2 separate regions of the Arabidopsis thaliana genome follow, and region 1 is linked to region 2. Evidence: chromatin contacts called from public capture Hi-C data. All regions are on one chromosome and are shown on one strand. The core of a region is the stretch at or near the end of the contact, and the rest is flanking DNA. Distances in the headings are between cores, read along the strand shown.

Region 1 (6,983 bases), core at 2,760-5,259, 440 kb after region 2:
TAAAAGGGTTCTTGTATGATAAGTATGAAAACATATTATATTAAAAAAATATTGATGTATGTATCTATATAGATAAAGGCTGACCTGATTTCTGGATAAACCAGTCTGTCGTGCTAAGAGGTGCTTATCAGCATCGCTTGGGTACCTGAGAAAGAGACCAGAAAATGACTTCACAATCTTTAGAACCCTAAACCAATAATTTTTTTCTTTTCTCTTTTTTTGAATATAGATAGAGAGGAAAAACACAATCAAGTAGATGCAAGAAAAGGTACAAACTTTCTCCTTACAAGGGCGTGAGAATCTAAGGGACAAAAGAAAAAGCTGATTTCAGAATAGAAGCATTTTATTTTATTTTTGTATCTTAACTTATTTTTCATCATAAAGCAAAATATTTATCTGTACAACTCTTCTCTTCTTTACTTCACTAACAACAAAATAGTAAAATTCTGCAGACATTAAATAGAGAAAGTACTGATGAATAATGACAGAAGAAATTGCTTTTTTCAGCTTTTAGATTTTTTTTTTCCTCTTTTTGATTTCTGTCTTTCTTAAGGGACAATATACCAATGAAACTGTACCACTGACAAATCTGAGACTTATTTTTTTGTAGTTATGTTAATGGCATTGTTACTTCTTTTGATAATAGTATGTGGAATGAATTAAAGCAAATTAAAGAAAAAAAAACTATAAAGGAAAGGTTAGGCAGAGACAGAGAAACCCTTAGGATGCTATTATGATCCCAAAGCATAAAAGTTTGCGATCTCACTCTGCAAACTTCTTTTGTTGCATTAATTATTTAAACCCTTTAATTTGCCATGCAATATAACCTACATTAATATAAATATAAACATACAGTTTTCATGAAAGTCTCCTAGTCAATGAATTGTTACCCTTGTTATTTTGGAGTACTCTTAGCTGACCATTCTTATGGGTGGTATGAAAAGGAAAAAATATTTGATATTTAAATTTTTATTAGTAGTAATAAACATAAAATAATCAAACTCAGTGAAGAAACGGAACTTCATTTTACAAAAATTATTTTGGTTTTCTAAAAAAGCCAGCAGCTTTTAATTTTGATTGAAATAGAAATATATCTTCCCGCATAACAAAAGAGTTATAAAAAAAAAAATTTTTTTGTCACTTTCATAACTTAAGTTTAATAAACGTATATTAGTTAAAGTCTTGGTATCAATGCATTATGGTAGTCTACATTTTATAATGTATAGTCAACATTCAAGAAGATTAGTATTATCGAAGAATAAGAGTAGGTAAGTATTATTAAGGGATTAGAAAATGGACTTACGGATTAAGAAAATGCTCGAATAGCCAAGCTCTAAGGATATTAACGGAGCGTTCAGGCAAACCACGTTGCGGTCTCCATGCCTCTTGCTCCATCATACCCATATGATGAAACGCTCGTTGCTGACGCAAACTCTGCTCTAGCAAACGCAATCGCGGCGTTTCCCCTTTGGTTAACCCCGAGGATGCAGCCCCTGCCGCCTCTTTATCCCCTAGAAGCTCACAGCTGCGTTTAAGCTGAACCGCTACCGCGTCTTTCAAACACCGGAAATGCCTAGACATTGCCTTTTGAGCTAATGTCGTGTACGGAACCGCCGCGCCGTAACCCATTACTTGGTCGAATGAGTTCACTACCATTTGCATTTGTTCGCAGTAGTGGTTGTACCGTCGGTCCACCTACAAATTAAATTTTAAATAAATGAACTATACATAGATGAGTTCTTGTTTTTTTTTTATTAGCTCAATTTCTAAGATAAAATATAAACCTCAAGTGATTAGTTCGTTTAGATACTTCAATGTGTTATCTTCTCTTGCTAACAATTTATGCTATCTTGGAACATATACTAAATTCTTGAAAGAAGATAATGTCAACTACAAAATAAATTGTAAGATAAATAATGAAGTAACTTCAAGGACTAGTTTTGGTTACGTAGTGAAGGTGGCTAGCTTATATGGAGAAGGAAACTCTAATTTAAAATTTATGGTTGTGAAGACTAAATCACTTAATCAATCATATATTAATTTCTTATGTTAAATTTGATTAAGCGATGCCACCAAACGCGTGACACAAAATATGCATTAATATATCAAATTAGACCATATAACACCATATAATGATATTAGTTAGAAAAATTATATAAGTGATAGTAGGATTGCGTAATCAGGCTTTACCAACTAGAGCATGTGTCGTGCTCTTGTACCAGTCGGTCATTCTCTATACATTTATTTTTTTAAGAAAATAACATATATAGAGTTTATGAAAATATTGGTCGATTTAGAATTAATTATATAAGAAGAAAAAAATCACGAAGAAAAATAAAATTTTGTAGCGATTGATATGAAATTGGTTGTTTGATCAATTCAATCATTAGAACGGTTCATTAAAAGTTTGATAGAAAATTAATTAGTTTGGTTAGAGAAAAAATATTGAGTGAAAACGTTACCTCTTCAAGCATAGATAGTAGCTTGACTTTTCTTCTTTGATGTTCAATCCGATCAGCCGGAGACAAAGGAGGACTATCATTAGCTGTTCCGGCCGATGACGAGGACCCTCCGCCTCCTCCTCCACCGGTAGTATTAGGGTTTGAGTTGTTCCTACTAAGTTTGTTCTTCTTGAAATGTCCTCTTCCAACACTACAAAACTCTTCCAACAACTCTTGAGCCGGTTTCGTATATTTCGAATTCCTCAACGTGTAGATCCCTCCAATGGATGAAGAAGCCGCCATGGGAGATGATGATGATGAACCAAAATGTCCAACAACTTGATGGTGATGATGTTGAGAAGAAGAATTCTCAAGAAGAAGATTCTTGAACTGATTGAATTGATGATGATGAGCGGATGCGTTAGAAGAAGAAGAAGTTCCATCAACGGCTGCACAATAAATGCTTCTATATTCCTCGGCTTTAGCTGCGGCTAATGAAGATGAGAGAGATAAAGACAAACCCTTTCCTCCTTCCACGTGGACGGTTCCGATCATATCTCGGTTTTGATGATGATCGGAGGAGGAAGATGGCCATGTAAAGTGTTGTTGTTGCTGCGGCTGCATAGTGTTTTCGTCGGTGAAAGCAAAACCTTGATGATGATTTGGTAATAACATATGAAGAGTTGAGTTATTGTTGTTGTTGTGACGGTTTTGTTGCTCTAGCAACTGTTTAGTAGACTGATCAAGAATCTCTCCACCGGAACCGCCGCCACCTCCGCCAGGGTAAGCAAACATTTCAGACAACATTCCGGCGGTTTCATAAACCGGAATTTGAGCACCGGAGACGACGGCGGATTCATCTACTTCCTCTTGATGAGTGGTTGATGATGATCGGTGGAATCCATTAGAGAAGGAAAAGATTCCTTGGTGATGATGATAATCTTGTGACATAGAAGAAGTTGTAGTAGCTAAACCCATATCTTGTTATTCATTATATCTTTTTTCCAAAGCTCTTGGATCCTGTAAGGATTCAGACATACACAGAGAATCTTATATAACACATACAAAAAAAAAATACAAGAAAAAGAAAGAGAGAGAGAGAGAGAGGAGTCAACTAGGTATTATACAGTTTTTCTCCAATCTCTTTCTTGTAACTCTTTTAAGGTTCTCACTTTCAGCTTCGGTCATCATCTACATATATGGTATAGAGAGAGAGAGAGAGAGAGAGAGGAAGTACCTTGGAGTTGCAGAGAATTAAAGAAATGATTGATGATGAGCTTATAGCTATCGTTTTCTTCTATACCTCTCTCTCTAGCTTTCTTTTTCTTGAGTACTCTTTTTATTTTATATTTCTCTGTTAGTGAGAGTTTTTATTCAGCAAATTCTGCAAAACCAAAAACTTATAAAAAAATCTCTCCCAAAGAGAAAGGAAGAGAGAGGGAAGAGAGAAGAAGAGGTCGCTGTTCTTTCTTCATCGCCTCCCTTTTTAACCCACCAATCTTCTTTAATATTTTTTTGTTATTAAAATCTTGATTTATCATTTTTTTATAATGAAGTATTTTTATAAACATCTTCTTTTTAATTTTAATCGGCAAAGGTTTCTTCATATCAATAACGATGAGGAGGAAAGACAAAAAAAAACTATACACATCCTGAAATTACGAAATTATCCTTGTTTTTTTTTCTTGTCTTTTTTTTTTGTCAACGTTATTATTTATTTATAAGAGAAAAAAAAACTTTTTATCACGGAAATGTCGGCTGATATCAACATTTTAAAGGAGTTAATTTGGAAACTAATTTATGAAAGCAAACTAAAAAGAATAGGAAGATAAGGTGAGTCCAAAGGTCATATCTCAATGAACCAAACCACCACCATAAATACTTCCACATATTTTTGTGCTTCAATATATTCTTATTTCGAGCCAAAATAAAATAAAATAAAATATTCTTATTTGACAAATTAAATACTTATATAATATTCCTATGATGCTCTCTAATTTTATTCTTTAATATTGTGTGTATTTGTTGTTTAGGGGAGACCTATGTCATTTTAGACTACTTTTTCATGTATGTACATTTATTCAATTAACTAATCATACGATATATCAAAAATCGATCAAATTATAATATGAAACAAATGAAATACATAAAAATCGATCAAATTATAATTACATTTTGGTAACATATGTGGCTAAATCAATTATTTTAAATTTCTTTGCAGAAACCGCTATATTACATCTATCATCACGAAATCGTAAAAAAAAAAGCATTAGAGATTACCTCAAGCTTGATATGATAAAGCAAAAATCTAGCTGCAAATCGAGGTTGTTTCATTTTGTGTTAATTGATTAGGAAATATCTCATTCTGTGTTAAACGATACTCTCAACTTTCAAAATATTATTTTATATCTATATTAATTAATAAAACTTTATCACTCAAAGATTATTGAAATTTTTTTAAAATTGCTTTTTAGATTACCCATTTTAAAAAATATCCCTTTAACAATAATATTTTTAAAAATACCATTGTTTTAAAAAAAACCTTGATGTTATGACAACATGCCTGATGACTAAACCTCCAAATCATCTTTACAAAATATTTACTAAAATCCAAAGATTAATCCTCTGCACGATTTCACGGTCGGCCGATAGCCTTTCACCATCATCGATGTTTGTAATATGTAAACCATCCACACACAACTAATGCATGGAAAAAACGAAATTTTATGGTTCTGTAGTTTCACAACTACACCTTCAGCTATCTCTTTTTCTAAACCTATACTTATAAAATTAATTTCAGCCATACATTATAATGACGTTGTATAGATACAAACACAATTATTTTCTGTTAAAATTAACGTATCATTAGTCATTACATTATCCTAGGTATATTAAATATTAAAAAAAAAAAAATTTCCAAAATCGATTTGACGTGCGTATCCATCCCACAAACAGTTAGAGAGACATGTTGGATATATGCTATGTAGGTTATAAATCCACAATAGGATAAATACTAATGGAAGGCTTGAAAGCAAAAGTGAAAAGCCCACTTGTATATATATCTATGGAGACTTATGTTGGAATCTATCATGCCAGAATCAGATACCAAATCGAAAATTGTGTAGCACGCAAATTTTTGTTTGAACTATTTACTTAATCTAAATTAATGCAAGTGATTTCTCAATAAATATTATTTTTTGCTAACGGATAATTTAGAATATTTTTGTTGCCTATAAGAAATTGGACTATTTCCTAAATTCAAAACTGTTTGGTTATTTCTACCAATTCAGCTACTTCATAATTGAAACTTCGTGCTATTTTTGCCTCTCCCCACCTTATATATATCAACATAATTTAAGTGACCCCAACAACGCTTACCAAATTATTTATTGTTTTGAAAACACATTTGTTTGTGTGAGAAAATATGTGTAAGTTATTTTTACATTTCCTATATGAATCGTGATTCATGGGCAGCCAAGTAAATGATTAATATTTCATCGAACTAAATCAAAATTTAAGTTTGTAAATAATCAAAATTAGAAATATTTCTCAAGCCACTTTTTTATTTGCACAACTTTCTCCAGCCACCTAAAATCTTATTTTCATAGCTCACGTCCTTGAAATAGCAGAAAATTAAAACAGAAAACAAAGAAAGAAGTTACATTAAAATTCTCCAAATATACTTTTATGATTTTAATTTTCACATATTTTTTTTCTAACTGCAAATGGGATTGACAGTTGACAGCCCAACCTTCTTCACTCCTACCAGTATCTTTCTATTTTCGATTTATTTTCTATGTTTGAAAACTAAAATTTGTTTTCCGAAAAAAATAGTTTTTGGTCGGGTGAATCTCTCACGTGAATCCCACCCCTTAACTCACACGTATGCACAACCATCGATCACGTGTGGAACCTCCTTTTTCACACGTATGGTGTGTCCTTTATCCTCCTTTACGCATTTAATAGATAGGTAACTCAAAACATGTAATGGATCCTTTGGTTTTAGTCTCTTCAATGGTGGTTGCAAAATCTTCCAAATATCTCTTTGTAACTTCATCAACACGTTACTCTCCTCTCGTCCTCACATTCATTGATTCTTCAATACTGGATACAACAATGTCGATGAATCATTAACAAAGCACTAAAAAATAAACGTCGATACAAAATTTGTGAGTTGAAAATCTTATATATAGGTTGTAAAGGCGTATTGTAAATAACTTTCTTAAATTTTTTATATGTAGAACTAAGATAATCTTCAACTCATCTCCATTTTCATCTTCACAATAGAGTTTGGAGTAAGATTTCTCCAACCCATCTCCATTTCCAATTCCAAATATAGATCTCCATTTTTTTCAGATTAAGAGAATATTATTTTTTAATTTAGACTAAAATTTAGAGATTTCCTTAATTTTTCTCCAAAATAGCAAATTTTTCATAAATTTTTAGACTACGCGCTACAAAAAGTGGTATGTTCTAGCAATTTGTAGCTAAATATATTGGCTACTTAAATGGTATGAAAAAATAGAACACGGTGGAAATTTA
Region 2 (7,430 bases), core at 419-2,918:
AAAGGCACTGTTGTGACTTCATTTCAAGAGATACGTACCAAATCTTTATTATCAAATATATCGTGACGATAGACATGTACACACATATAATTGTAGTACGCATTACTACGGAAAGAATATTCCAAGAGCTTACCAATTCCATGCCGCATACATTGGCGTTTATCCTAAGTTAGACTTAGGATTCCTAACGTTCCGAATTTGCGTTGGAGAGCAAGTTCCTGATCTGCTTACGGAAAAATATATTCAAACTCAAATTGCGAATGCCGAGACCATTTCAATTTTTGGGTTTTTGTCGAAGGGATGATGAGCAAATTAAAGCTAGTCCACCTTTTTAATAAAATTGCTTGTGAAGAAGAAACAATTAGGTCCAATATTACTAGAGACAAAGGCAATTTATAATTTTAATATTTTTGGTACTGTTTAAAAAAAACTATCAGTACCAATTGAACAATTTCTAATTTTGATATTTATAATTTAGTTAAAAATATGTTTGTCATATTAATTCTTTTTTTGCTCATATTAATTCATTATCCAGTTTTTTAGTCATTACATTTTTATTTTTTTTTTGTTTAGTCATTACATTGAATTAGTCGAATCAGTACATAATCGTTTCATCAGAGAACTAGTGAATTAAACCGACCCAGACTAATTGGAAGCCTTAATTTTGGATCTTATATTGTAGGCATATTAACTTTTTAATTTTCTTACATAAATCCTTCATATGAAATGTTTGTTTTTAAATGGCCATGGCCCAGAACCATTGCATTTTTGGGCTGGATAGTGGATGTATATGTGAATTCGTCATCATACCAACCTGGTCTGGCCTCTTATTAGTGCAGTTAAGACTAAATAACCCGTTTGGTAGGGAGTAGGGACATTTATTATGTCTGGGGTCGTTATCGCCTTATCGGAATCAAATTGAGTTTAAAGACAAAACAGTATGATCGATTAATTATCAAACACAACTTGTTTATAAATGTATAGATGTCGACATCCACATGGTATCATAACTTCTTCTGCAACATATCCCTCGATATCATATCCACCATTAATCTAATTTATTGCAGTATAACGAGTCGAGATATGTTCATGAATTTTCAAACTCATTAAAAAATTGTTGTAATTTTTTGTTTCGTAAGTAAATTTTGTTTTTTTTCTCTTTCAATTTAACAATGTAATTTTCTGGATGAAAAATTTGCAAACGGTATAAAACTTAACATTTCATATGATTTTTTTTTGGATAAAATTACAATTAAAATAATAAATAAAAGATAATAAAGTATAACTTTTGTATATTTTCCTTTATAAAAAGTAATGAGGTTGTTAGATGGACGGGAAGACGGGGACGAGGCTTTACAGAGTTTTTCTATATCCTTGTTGTTTCCGAGTGGGAATAAGCTCAACACCAAAAACACGTGCTTATTTTATTTACACGTCTCTCTTCTCTTACTTTTTTTTTTTGGGTCCATAACACGTAGTTTTTTTTTTTTCAAATTCATAACACGTATATGAATCTCAGACCACTAGAAGCCAACAAATTATACGATCATTATAGACAATAATGAGAAGACTTCTAGTTTCGATCATAATATGTTTAGTTTATACATATACGTCACGTTTTATGCATTATATACACAATCTGGTCAACATAATTATGGAGTGGAGAAAATAATTTAAGCCGCGTCTCGTTGTCGAATATATAGTAAGAATACCTGAAAACACTTTCTATTCATAAACCCTTTACGACAAAACAATAAAGACGTCTCTCGATTTATCTTTGTCTTAATCAGGAAACTATTTGACATTTCTTTATCGATTATTACTTCATATTCGGGTATGGATGAAGATTTTTTCTTACCCGATTTCTCACTAGTAGACATTGATTTCGACTTTAATATTTACGAAGAAAATAATTTATCACCTGATGAATCTTTATCAAATTCACGAAGAGCTGATCAATCGTCAAAGTTTGATCATCAAATGCATTTTGAGTGCCTCAGAGAGAAGCCAAAGGCAGCGGTGAAGCCTATGATGAAGATCAACAACAAGCAACAACTGATTTCTTTTGATTTCTCTAGTAATGTTATTTCTTCTCCAGCCGCGGAGGAGATCATTATGGATAAATTGGTTGGTCGTGGAACCAAAAGAAAAACATGTTCTCATGGCACAAGATCTCCGGTTCTTGCGAAAGAACATGTTTTAGCCGAGAGAAAGCGCCGTGAGAAGCTTTCTGAAAAATTCATTGCTCTTTCAGCTCTCCTTCCCGGGCTTAAGAAGGTATTGCAAATTTAAATTGTAAATTATCGATAAATTTGTTATATATTTAACTATAGATATTTTCATAGTGAAGAAAAAATAATAATTCATCAGTGTCAATTGGTTTTGAGAATACAAAACTATCTTGTGGTTTTTTAGGCGGACAAGGTAACGATTCTTGATGACGCGATCTCGCGTATGAAACAACTCCAAGAACAACTAAGAACGCTCAAGGAAGAAAAAGAAGCAACGAGACAAATGGAATCCATGATTCTTGTAAAGAAATCTAAAGTGTTTTTCGACGAGGAACCTAACCTATCATGTTCTCCTTCAGTTCATATTGAATTCGATCAAGCATTACCAGAAATCGAAGCGAAAATTTCTCAAAATGACATTCTCATCCGAATCCTTTGCGAGAAAAGCAAAGGGTGCATGATCAACATACTAAACACAATTGAAAACTTTCAATTGCGCATTGAAAATAGCATCGTATTGCCATTCGGAGACTCGACTCTCGACATCACAGTCCTTGCACAGGTGATCATTAATAACTATATATATATGCAATACTAAAATGGATAACTCGTAGTTCATCCAATATAATATTGATGTATTAATGAAACTGATAATCTACAATTATGCTTTCTTAACTTTTTGTGTGGCAGATGGATAAAGATTTTTCGATGAGTATACTTAAGGATCTTGTACGGAACCTGAGACTCGCAATGGTTTAGGTCTTCTTTCAAGTTTTAGTAACCTGAGACTGTACATTGACACAATCGTTTCGTGGATTTGCTATCGTTTTCTTCTTGAGATTTTTTCACACGTGCCCACATGTTTGATGTGTTTTTTTAGCAAAGCTATTTCCGATAACGACCGTTGAGAATTAATTTAGATGTAACATTTTTTGTTTGTTAATAATGAATTTAAAATATAACAGAATTGTTTTTTTATTAAGTGGCAGAAATAAATGTGGCCTTATCCGCTGTCCAAAAAAAAAAAACAAATGTGGCCTTATCCTTAGCATGGTCGTAATGCCTTCTGACTTGTTAAAGTATTTTGTAATTATTGACAAACCCTCTTCAATTCTTAATGAAATTCACATTCATGTCAACAAGAAACATATTGTAGAAAGCAAACCTTTTAACCAATCAAAAAAAAAAAAAAAAAGGAAAAGAAGATTGCTTGACATTAAAAAGATATTGTAGAAAGCAAAATTACATCGAAGGTCAATGTTACAAAATTCTGAAATATTTACGAAAAAATAGTAGGGCATGAAAATGGATTAAAAGAATTAACTTAATTATCTATAGTTTTGCCCCAATAAAGATATACAATTATAGTTTTCGTAATTTATTTTGAAAGTTTCAGTAGTTAGCAAATTCAACAACTTAGCTACATTTGCTTTCGACAAAAAAAAAAGCTACATTTGCTCAAAAAAAAATGACGCTAAATTCAACCAAATTTATTACTATTTACCAATAACTATTTAGAAGTCATAGGGCAAGGGCAGTATCGGAGGGACGTGACCAAATAATAATTGCCGCACGACGCGGTACGATTAAAAGCCAATTCAAAACCTTTGAGTACCACCTAACAAAATCATTTCTTGGATACGTTTATACTCACCCCAAATCTGGGATACTAATCAATTATAAAGTTAAGATAAAGATTTTTAATAAAAATAATAATTCAGCGCATCGATTAAGAATAAAATTACAATAAATTAAGCTTATTAAAATTTCTTTCTTATTTCTTGATTTCCGATATAAATAGTCACACGATCAAGGGTCAGCTATAGCTTGATAACATTTAACTTTGTGATCTTCGGATTGACACATGTCTTATCTCTGTTAATAACGCTTTTAAATGGCTCATATACCAAAATGTTTTGCCTAATTACTTCTCTTAATAAGTTTCGAATTTAAAAACTCCCTTCATATCGAGAAAGGAGTGATCACATGAATCACATGTACTATATATCACGTGATCAATTCAATCCGTTAAAAGTTTTTTTTTCCTTCCGTCAACAACTTGTCTTTTGCCACAAACAAAAAAGTTAAAGGATAGTCAACCACTGTGAATACCTCACAATAATTAATTACTATATATTTTATGGTTTCCATCTCTTTGAATATCGACACGAACATGTTACTTCAGCTTCCATTGTCTTGGATTTTGATTAGTGAATAATCGTAGAGGTTTTGACATAACCACAAGAGCATGTGTGCCATAATATGCTTGATTAATGATAGTTTTCCCTGATTCACCTTAATTATATTGTCTAATTTGCTATTATAGTATCATTCAGAGCATGCAGATGAAAAAACTAAATTCGGTGGGAAAAGAAGAAGTCAATTTCACGGGACACTAGTTTGTAATCAAAATTGTTATATTTAATGAAAAAAACACTCTCGGGACGATTTAACTCTAAAGTCTCTAACCACTGCAGTTGAAAGTTTATCAAAAGCGTGGCCATATGTATACATGAGAAATCACGTGTTTGCTCTATTACGTAGTCAACATCACCTTTAAATATCATTGTTATTGATAACTTAAGGAATTAATCAATCGTCGTTCAAACATTGCATTATGTAAGTAAATGCATTTGTAACCATTCATCTACATTTTAAAAGCGTTTTTTTTTTTTTGTCGAAATACATTTTAAAAGCGTTAAGACTTGAGAGAGTAGTCTTAATCAATTGTTAGGTATAAATTTTTTTCCAGAATTGATAACGAACATCCATAATACAAAAAAAAAATTAGAAATTCGGATTTTCCTTATTAGAAATATTTACTAACGAACATTCATAAAACCATAACCACAGTTTTAAACTTGTGGAGATGATTTTTGTTTTTTTCATGTATATAGAAAAATTATTTGAAGGTTCAGTTTTTTAACAACATAAATTATAAACAAAAAAAAAAGTCCAGATGGTGATAGCGTGGTATAATACTAGCATAACCACAACTTAGATTACAATCTACAAATCATGTTCAATCTGACGAGTTTCAAAAATACCCAAAAGTTTTTGTTGGAAACAAATTAAGAGTGAACTGAAAATCTTTCTTTGATAATGTGGAGTTTATGTACTCCATTAAATTATTCAAACGATCCTTGTAGTGAGAAGGTTCATTCGATATTTGTTTATCATCATAAATCTCCGCAATTAATATGTAGACAATAACAATAAATAAAATTTGTAAGGAGTAACATGGAGGGTGGAGATCATTAACTGATATAAACTATAAAGGCTTTAATAAAATGGATCTCAATCTTTTCCAGAAAGAATAGCATCTTAAAGGTGGATATATCATGAAATCATTTTTACTCAATTTTGTTATATATTATTCACGAACCATTTAAATTATTTGTATTAAATAATTCAGATAAAGAGTAAAGTAATGACATGTACGAGTACTACTAATTAATCTGGTGTTTGCCTGTTTGTATATTCGTACAGATCTCAAATTGTTATTTCTTTTTTGAATTATAATTAATCAAGACGTATAACTAATACTCTCTCTGTTCATCTTAATATGCATTGCAATATGGTGCTTACACAAAAAAAAAAAAAGCATTGCAATATGGGAAAAAATTATTTATTATCCACATAAACACTGTTGGTGATAAATATTTGTTATGTATAGTAACATTGTATGCTTGAGGTACACTGAACCACATTTTTTTCAATTCACCAATTAATGATGTGAATAAAGACATCAAGACAAAAAGAAAAAAAAAACAGAAAAAAAGACATCAAGACTTCATTGAGCCCGTAACCAAAATTATCAAAACAATTATTATCCCTTCATATATGGATGTAAGTTGTATGGAAAATGATTACATTCACAACAAATGTGTTTTTTGTTTTGTTTTTTGGCAATGCATATTGTAAATTTAATTACGAATGGCATGACACATGGATGATATTTAAACAAACCACTATATCACATATGTTGTCGCTATAAAAAATATTTATTATTGGGTTAATCGATCCCAGGTCCTAGAATTAGTTTTGATCTCTTTGCTATATATAAGAACAATCGGTATATTATAATAAGAATGCATTGACCTAAAAAATACTATTAATAATAATATTAATGCAATAATGAGGCAAAACAATTAATCACACATGATTCACGAGGATAGGAAAATGGTTCCAGAGACAACTTCACAAAGAGTGATTATTATGGTATTTATTGTATTTTAATTATTAAAAAAAAAGGAAATTAACAGCAAAATCTATATTGTAAACTCACTTTACGTAGAAAAACTTCTTCGATATAATATTATGGCTTTGATTGGTAGGTTATGAGGACGTGGAAAACATAGATTAAAAGGCAATTCTAAAAAAGACCACTAAAATGATTTTGTTCGGAAAATACCATTTAGTATTTTTGATTATTTTTTTCAAAAATACTACTAAAAGATTTTTTCCTAAATACCACAAAACTAAAACTAAATATAAAATTTTCAGAATTAAATCCTAAATCCTGAAAAATAACCTTTAAAATTAAACCCTAATCCCAAAATACTAAATTCAAACCCAAAATTTTAAATTTTAAACCCCTAAAAATCATTTTTAGTGTTTGTGTTATTCTTACTAACCGCAATCCGTCTCATAACCAGTTAAGCATATAGGATATTTTACAAATTCCTATGCAATGTGAAATATAGTTGACTATTTGTATTCTGGAATCTTTTATATCATGGTTGAATTTTTAAATTAATTAGTAAAAAATAATTCTTAAAAGTGTTTTTTGGAAAAATATTGATTTTGCTAAAGTTTTTTGGAACAATCATGAATCTGCGCTGCTGTATTAATAACTTAATTAGTAATTCTATACACAAACTCAATTATAGATCTTCGATTCACAAAGAAGCACGGAAATTAAGATTGTGTATAGAACTAATCTTAATTTCATAAGTAACTAATTTATAATTAAGTTATAATTTATTCACAATCTCAATTATAAATTTGACTCAATTATAACTTAAATATTTCACCATTTATTTAATCACAGTTAATTATTATTTTTTAATTTGTCCAGACAGATTCAACGGGAGCCTCGTATTATTGCATAAACAAGTAGGAGTTATATAAACATAGTATTTTTCAACCTCTACTGGCTTTAGAATATAAATATCCAATTATCATCTATATGATAAG

Evidence for each region. Capture Hi-C pulls out chosen DNA fragments and counts their contacts.
Region 1: a contact with region 2 is called in a capture Hi-C map of root, with 2.4 times the contacts expected there. The contact joins the promoter of BLH4 here to the promoter of AT2G22760 in region 2. A contact is called at or near these places in 1 of 26 Hi-C or Micro-C datasets (root) and 1 of 3 other capture datasets (root).

What each region holds. Positions count from the first base shown.
Region 1 is chr2:10,109,318-10,116,300 of TAIR10.1, forward strand. It overlaps BLH4 (BEL1-like homeodomain 4), which reads right to left and starts at 4,010. Exons shown (of 5, transcript NM_179713.3): 1 at 3,679-4,010; 2 at 2,463-3,461; 3 at 1,304-1,695; 4 at 85-145. The coding sequence starts at 3,419.
Region 2 is chr2:9,676,176-9,683,605 of TAIR10.1, forward strand. AT2G22760 (basic helix-loop-helix (bHLH) DNA-binding superfamily protein) reads left to right here and starts at 1,669. Exons shown (of 3, transcript NM_127841.3): 1 at 1,669-2,277; 2 at 2,416-2,793; 3 at 2,922-3,327. The coding sequence starts at 1,837. The coding sequence ends at 2,990.